Linked DNA regions of Mus musculus: region 1 is linked to region 2. Evidence: chromatin contacts called from public Hi-C data. All regions are on one chromosome and are shown on one strand. Each heading gives the region's core, a stretch centred on a gene start, on an enhancer-like site or on the middle of the called end of the contact. The rest is flanking DNA. Distances are from core to core; before and after follow the strand shown. Region 1 has its middle 35 kb from the start of Gm25697. Region 2 holds the start of Ccdc66 (coiled-coil domain containing 66).

Evidence for each region. A called contact is a pair of places that touch in the nucleus more often than the background predicts.
Region 1: a contact with region 2 is called in a Hi-C map of myeloid progenitors, with 1.9 times the contacts expected there. The contact joins the enhancer-like site here to the promoter of Ccdc66 in region 2. A contact is called at or near these places in 2 of 39 promoter capture datasets (hippocampal neurons and macrophages), 1 of 15 datasets of contacts at CTCF or cohesin (CD8 T cells), 26 of 484 Hi-C or Micro-C datasets (the 63-12 cell line, the AML12 cell line, B cells and 21 more), 5 of 115 datasets of contacts at active chromatin or transcription factors (effector CD8 T cells, embryonic stem cells, intestinal villus epithelium and 1 more) and 1 of 9 other capture datasets (pancreatic islet).

What each region holds. Positions count from the first base shown.
Region 1 is chr14:27,560,976-27,564,297 of GRCm38.p6, reverse strand. No RefSeq gene overlaps it. Among named protein-coding and RNA genes, the nearest start is that of Gm25697, 35 kb to the right of the region's middle. Within about 2 kb of position 1,522, at least 95 of the 459 cell types and tissues checked have an H3K27ac peak or open chromatin away from gene starts, as enhancers often do. A contact at or near this core is called in the 63-12 cell line, the AML12 cell line, B cells and 12 more, where this site is marked.
Region 2 is chr14:27,506,930-27,510,566 of GRCm38.p6, reverse strand. It overlaps Ccdc66 (coiled-coil domain containing 66), which reads left to right and starts at 2,107. Exons shown (of 18, transcript NM_177111.3): 1 at 2,107-2,145. The coding sequence starts at 2,135.

The DNA.
Region 1 (3,322 bases), core at 273-2,772, 54 kb before region 2:
TGCAATCCCTTGTTTTTTCTTGGCGTGATTGCATTCCTGCATTCCTGCATTCCTGTGTGGCCTGCTCATAAATGAGCTGTTCAATTAACGGCATGGCCTGTTCAGGGTCTCCAAAAACTCTTCCTGTGGCCTCTGTCATTCTCACTACAAAGTCTGAGAACGGCTCCTGGGGGCCCTGGATAATCTTTGTAAGGTGGCCTCCAGCTTCTCCCTTTCTTGTAAGAGCTTTCCAAGCCTTAATGGCAGCCGCTGATATTTGAGCATATGCTCCCCAATGATAATTAGTCTGATTGGCAGCATACTGTCCTTGGCCTGTTAATAATTCAAAAGTCTATTGCCTCTGATTATCATCTTCTGCCACAGCATTAATTCTTGCCTGATTCTGGGCAGCATCGTACCACAATGCTTTCCATTCCATGTATTGTCCCATATTAGGTAGAGTGGCCTTAACTGTCATTTGCCAGTCTGCCAGAGTCATTGCTACATTGGCAAATCTCTCAACCTGTACTAAGGTGAAGTTGGCATTGACTCCATAATTACGGACAGATTCGGCAAGTTCCTTAATTTGTTGATATTCTACAGGAGCATGTATGCGTCCTGCACTGTCTCCAGCATCGAAAACTGGAAAAGCCATCTGAATCTTTTTAATTCCTCCTGAGGCAGAAAGGAACTAGCACCATATCTTGATTCATATGGTGGAGGCGCTGAGGGATTGGGTGATGGCTGTATGCCCCCCCCCCTTTTATTAACTTTTTGCTGTACTCTTTGATCAGGGCCATACTTTTCCTCTTCATATCTTGCTGCTTCCTCTTCTAATTCTGCCTCTTCACTAGGGTCTAAATCATCAGAATCTGAGCTATCAAGTTCTAGGGCTTCTAGCTCTCAGGTGGGATAAATATTACTAAGTATACCTGTAGGGGGCACGTTTTCACCTTCCCCTTTTTTCACTCCCCCCTTTTCTAACTTCCAGGGAGGTCCTTTTTCCTTAGACATGTCTTTTTTCTTTTTATGAGCTCCTAATCTCTCGCTCCGTTCGGTTTCTGACATGCTGTCCTGAACCTTCTCTAACGTTTCTTGTCCCTCAACCACTGCAGGTTGGCAGGTCTCATCTTCTAAGCAGTTCTTTATTAATTTCCAAATTGCCTTAGTGCCTAGGTGTAAGTCTCCTTCCTCAAATTTTCTATCTAGGTCTCTTCCTAGTTTATTCCACGAGGCTGTGGTCAGGGAACCTGTTCCACGAGGCTGTGGTCAGGGAACCTGAACAAGCATACCATGGGGCAACACGGTCAATCTCTTTGACAAAATTTTGTAGAGTGTGTGTGGCAATCTTGAGGTCTCTCTGCTTAAGGACAATTTGCAGTGCATTTACAATTGACTGTGATGACCCCATTGTGCCTGCGGTTTATCTACATCTGATTTAAGGCACACTGAAGCAGAAAGTGAAAGTAAAATGCCATGCTCCGTTTCAAAAGCAGAAGTCCGTCCCTGAAGCAGAAGTCTGCTCTCAAAGCAGAAGTCTGCTCCCGGAGCAGAAGTGAAAGTAAAGTGCCATGGTCCGCTCTCTTATCTACCAGAGACTGACTGAGCTTGACAGTGCTGCCACTTATTTACGTGGGACTGACCGCACCTCAAGGCCAACACCAACCACGATAAACACAATAAGGCACCAGGAGAAAGAAAACAAATGCCAGGGTTACAAAAACCAAAGCTTCTACCGACCCATCCCGCGGTGTTTCTAGATTGAGACCAAAGTCAAAGGGAACAACAGGCTCACAATCAGACATATCTCTCCGAACTTACCTTTCACTGCAGTTCTGGACCCGCCCCGTTTCCGGGGGGCCTCCTCAGTGCCGGCAATGTTGTAGAATTCCTGGGATTTCAGCACCAGATGTCCCTGTGTGATAAAGAGTCTCGCCAGCGAGGACACAAACACAGGACACACTCAGATCCTTTTGCAGCAAAGCTTTAATGCATCTCGAGAGAAAGATGATCAGCTTCTGGGGAGGAGACCCAGAACACAGGAAACTCGGTCCTTAAATAGACCACAAAAGCAGTTGGAGACATATTTCACCCTGACTGGTTGCTCACCATCAGTCCAGATGACGCCACGGGACAGGCAGGGCACAAGGAATGGAAAAATACACCAGCACATGCGCAGACTACTTGTTTACCAGTTAGAACACCAGATATCAGCGCCATCTTGTAATGGCGATTGCAAGGGCGGCTCCTCACAGTCTGGGAGGAAGAGAGAAAGATTACACCCATAGAGAATCTAGGCAAGGAGATCTCGAGGGTAAGGAAGAGCAAAGCTTCAGCAGACTCAGGAGAGACGGATGAGAGTGGCAAATGAAGAGATCGACAGTGAGGAGAGGTGGAAATAGAGATGAAGAGGATTAGAGAGAGGTCTGAGATGAGAGAGGCAGGCAAGAGAAAGGGTTGCTAGATAGAAATAGGAAGCATGATGGGAAGAAGAACAAAGCCAGAACCAGAGATGTGCAGTGAGACATAAGGATAAACCAGGGTAGAGGGAGAGGATGGGGACATGATAACTGGACAACATGCAAAGGAAGCAAAGACAAGGAGGAGGAACAAAGGGATAGAGAGAGAGAAAACATTGTATGAGATCTCCATTACAGTCAGGAAAACAGGAGCAAAGAGAGGTAAATAACAAAGACTAGAGACTAGCAAGGTGGCACATGCTGATAATGCTAGCACTTAGAAATGATAAGTAGAAGGAACAGGAAGGCAGGGAATTAAAAAGGGATAATAGACAAGAGAGAAACTTGCATAAAATACTGGCCACAGTAGTCAGGGAAACTAGAGAGTTTAGTAAGACAGTACCAGGCAACTGCAGAGAGCTTTGGCTAAAGATCAATGTCTTTACTGTAAAGAAAAAGGACACTGAGCAAGAAGAAGAAGAGGGGCAACGGTGGCCTTCTGAAGCTAGAAAAGAGACTGTGTTTCATATCCCCCCCCCCCCACCGACCAGTTCAAGAAAAGTTAGAGAGTTTCTGGGCACTGCGGGCTTTTGTAGACTGTGGATTCCAGGTTTTGCTGAATTAGTGGACCCACTTTACCCCCTCACAAGAGATAAACAGTCCTTTGTATGGGGAAGTAAAGAACAACAAGCCTTCGATGCCATTTGACTGCCATAATGTCGGTCCCACCTTTAGGCCTTCTGGATATGACTAAGCCCTTCCATCTATTTGTGGCTGAGAACAAAGGTATTGCCAAAGGGATTCTTACTCAGAGATTGGGGTCCTGGAGAAGACCTGCAGCATAGTTATCAAAAAAATTAGACCTTGTGGCTGCAGGATGGCCT
Region 2 (3,637 bases), core at 858-3,357:
GTCTCTATATATGAAGAGAATTTATTGTAATGAGTTATAGTCTGCAGTCCAACTAACCCAACAATAGGCAGCTGTAAATAGGAAGTCCAAGAATCTAGTAGTTGCTCAGTCCCACGAGGCTAGTTGTTTCAGCTGGTCTGTATAAGCTGGGATCCTGAAGAAGTAGTTTCCAACAGATGTGCAAGCAGGCAAAGAACTAAGCCTTCCTTCTTCCAATGCCCTTATGTAGGCCTCCAGCAGAAAGTGTGGCCCAAATTAAAGGTGTGTGCCACCACAACTGGATCTGGAACTTGCTCTGTCCCAGGCTGACCTTGAACTCAATGATATGCTTGCCTCATTCTTCTGGGATTAAAGGCATATACTACCTTAACTGGGCCTAAGCTTTTCATGGCCGCTATGCCTCAAGATCTGGATCAAAAGTATGTGTCATCCCAAGTCAAGATCTGAGTCAGAAACCCGTGTCTTCTAGCCTCATGATCTGGATCACAGGTGTGCCCTCCATTTCTGAACTGTAGTTCATTCCAGAAGTTGACAACTAGGAATAGCCACCACACCTGTATAGCCTAGGCTGGCCTCACACTATGGAGGACCCCCAGCCTCTGTCTCCTAAGTGGCAGCAGCTGTGGTTACAGAAGTGTACCAGACATCAACTGTTTCTCTGACACTCACTTTGGTACAGGATTCCAACGGTGTGTGTGGCATGATGGGGAATTGCCCAGTCTTTGAGGATTTCTGTTGCATAGGACTAGACTATCCTCCAAGCCCAGCTACCACCATCTTCAGGATGCTTAAATGGGCCTGTCTGCATAAGATAGCACTCCCTGATAGCAGGACTGGATAGGGAGGTTCGTGGGACTCCCTCCTGAGCATCCCTCTCAGCCAACCAAATCCAATACTGCTGTAATGACACGTGGGCTCTGGGAACTCAAGGGGAGCAGATGCCCAGCTATCACATCCAGCCGTGAGCTTGAGCTTGTCGCCAGCCTTGCTAAGTGCAGACTTTACATTTACTTTCGGATTGCCCAAACTCCTGAAAACCCTCCTGCATGCTCCGGAAGTGACCCTAATAATGTCTCTACTATTGGGATCCTAGGAGGAGGGAGGTAGACATTGCCTTCTTTTATTATTATTATTATTACTAATAATAATAATAATTTATTTATTTGGTTCTTTTGAGACAGGGTTTCTCTGTATAGCTCTGGCTGTCCTGGAACTCACTTTTAGACCAGGCTGGCCTCGAACTCAGAAATCTGCCTGCCTCTGCTTCCTGAGTGCTGGGATTAGAGGTGTGCGCCACCACGCCCGGCTGACATTGCCTTCTTACACTTTACCCTCAGCAGCTTCTTTATGGAAGTGACATTTGTTTATTTTTATGTGGGGATTAGTGGGGGTGGGGATGGGGGTAGGGATGGTGGTGTCTTGGAACTCACTCTGAAACAGGCTGCCGAGGGTGCGCCCTCCCCGACTCCAGTCTGACACCAGGATTGATATAGCTGCAGGAGGCTTAGCCCCCTGACGTGAGTACTGGGATTCTCTGGAAGAGCAACAAGTGGAATTTTGGGCTGAGTCTAAAAGCGTCAGCTGGGGTTATACACATATTCACATTAGATATAAGATCTGTAGTATAATTGTTAAGTGGTCAGTGACCCAGGCAAGTCCTTTTGCCTCTTCGTGCCTCAGAGATAGCACTGCTAACGACGGATATACGAGTTTGGTCCACACTGTGACTGTTGCTGCAGTATTTAAAGAACTTCAGCCTGTAAGGTGTGGGAAGCACGAAGAGACAGAGACATATACTCTGTGTCCTAGGCGTCACAAGTCCTTCAACTAAATAAACCTCTCCTCCAAATATAAAAGAGAATGGTTACATCTGTTGTTTCTGCCTATTTGGAAACCTCCATTAGAGCCAAGGCGGCTCCCCAAGGTTGGCGGTGATCACGAAGAAACCGCAGACGCCCCCGGAGAGGGATCTAGAGTCCGGGGAGGCCGGCATCAACGAACGGACCCGCCAGCATGTCCCACTGTGATTGGCTCGGCTGGCCCCCGGCAACCAATCAGCATAGCGTTTGTTGAGCAGCGGCAGCAAGCTGGGTACACAAGTGACCTGAGCGAGCTGCGGGTGGGCGGCGGGGCCATGAACCTGGGGTAAGCCGGCGGGGACTCGCTGGGCTGTAACTTTCAGCCGGCGCGTGGCGGCGGGCGGGGTTCCGGGTCCAGCGCGGACCGTGGTGTTGGAGCGCCCCGGAGGGGAGATGGCGCCCCAGAGGGCGAGATGCTCGGGGAGCTACGGCTGCCCCGTACTGAGCTGGAGCATCCTCAGCTGGGGCTGGACCGAGTCTGGGGTGCGGTCTTCATCTTCAGAAGTTCATCGTTTTAGGAAAACCAGCCACCAGACCTAGACGTAACCGCGCATCCAGAAGCTGAATGTTAGGTTCTCTTCTGGGAGTTTAGAAATCAATGAGGCAGCCTGCCCCGTAAGCTTGCGGGGCGGTAGTATAGAGACTTAGCAACTTCAGATTCATTCAAGAGGTTGCCTTCTAACGTACCCATGAGCTGTTTGTAGTCCTGCAACGGGGTGGCCTCTGACAACCTATATCTCCCAGATTGTTTCCTTTTACAAACGCAGGCACTTTGATTCTCGCTACCAAAGCAACTCTGAGTTTAAAGTTGCTAGTCAACCTGCTCGCCCTTAATTTCTTGGTTTGGTATTTTCTCTTTGACGTTGTCGTCATTACTGTTCATAGACACATAACGCCCACCCCGTTCCCACCCCACCCCCGTAAGACTGTGTAATACTGTGTGTAGAATCCCATCAGAATTTTGTTGACTTTAATAGACAACGTAAGTTTTGCTGGTAGTGTTTACCGTTTCTTTATGGTGGCGCTTTTGACATGTAAAGTGTCATATTAGCCAAAGTTTATTGTTTATTTATTAAGATAGTAATAGAGTCACTAAAGCAATCGTGTAGTATATGAAATAGTCCAAGTTGTGTGGAATTCTGTATTTAAGCAGCCGTCACATTGGTGACCATTTTAGCCATCTTTCAGTCGCGTCTATTCCTCCTTGGAATCTGTCAGTCATGAAATTGTTAAAAACAAAACAAAACAAAAAACGCATAAATAGCTTATCTATGTCTTGTACCTGGCTAAGGAGTTCTGGTAGCAGCATGGGACTTTTGGTATAGAGCTGCAGGTTAAAGGATGCTGCAATAACTGGGTTGCTTTATTTCTTACCAGTAACAAAAACCAGGTTTCAGGTTAAACATGACACATGCTGGCCTCACTGAAAAGTTGTAAGAAAGTCTTTTGTATTTTTTTCCCTCTTAGGTTAAAAAAAATGTGTATGTATGAACACATATATACACATACTTTTTAAATACTTATTTTAATTTTATGTGAATGGGTATCGTGCCTGCATGTAAGTCTGTGGGCCACTTGTGCTGGTGCCCTTGGTGACCCGAGGGGCCTTTACAGACACTTGTTAACTGCAATGTTGGTTCTGCTTGCCAAGAATAGACAGTGCTCCTCACTGCTGAGCTGTCTCTCCAGCCTTGAAAACAATATTTTAAAATTTAAAGACTACTTTGAGGGAGGTTCAGGCAGGTGAATCAGGAATTCAAAGCCAGCCTGGTCAACCA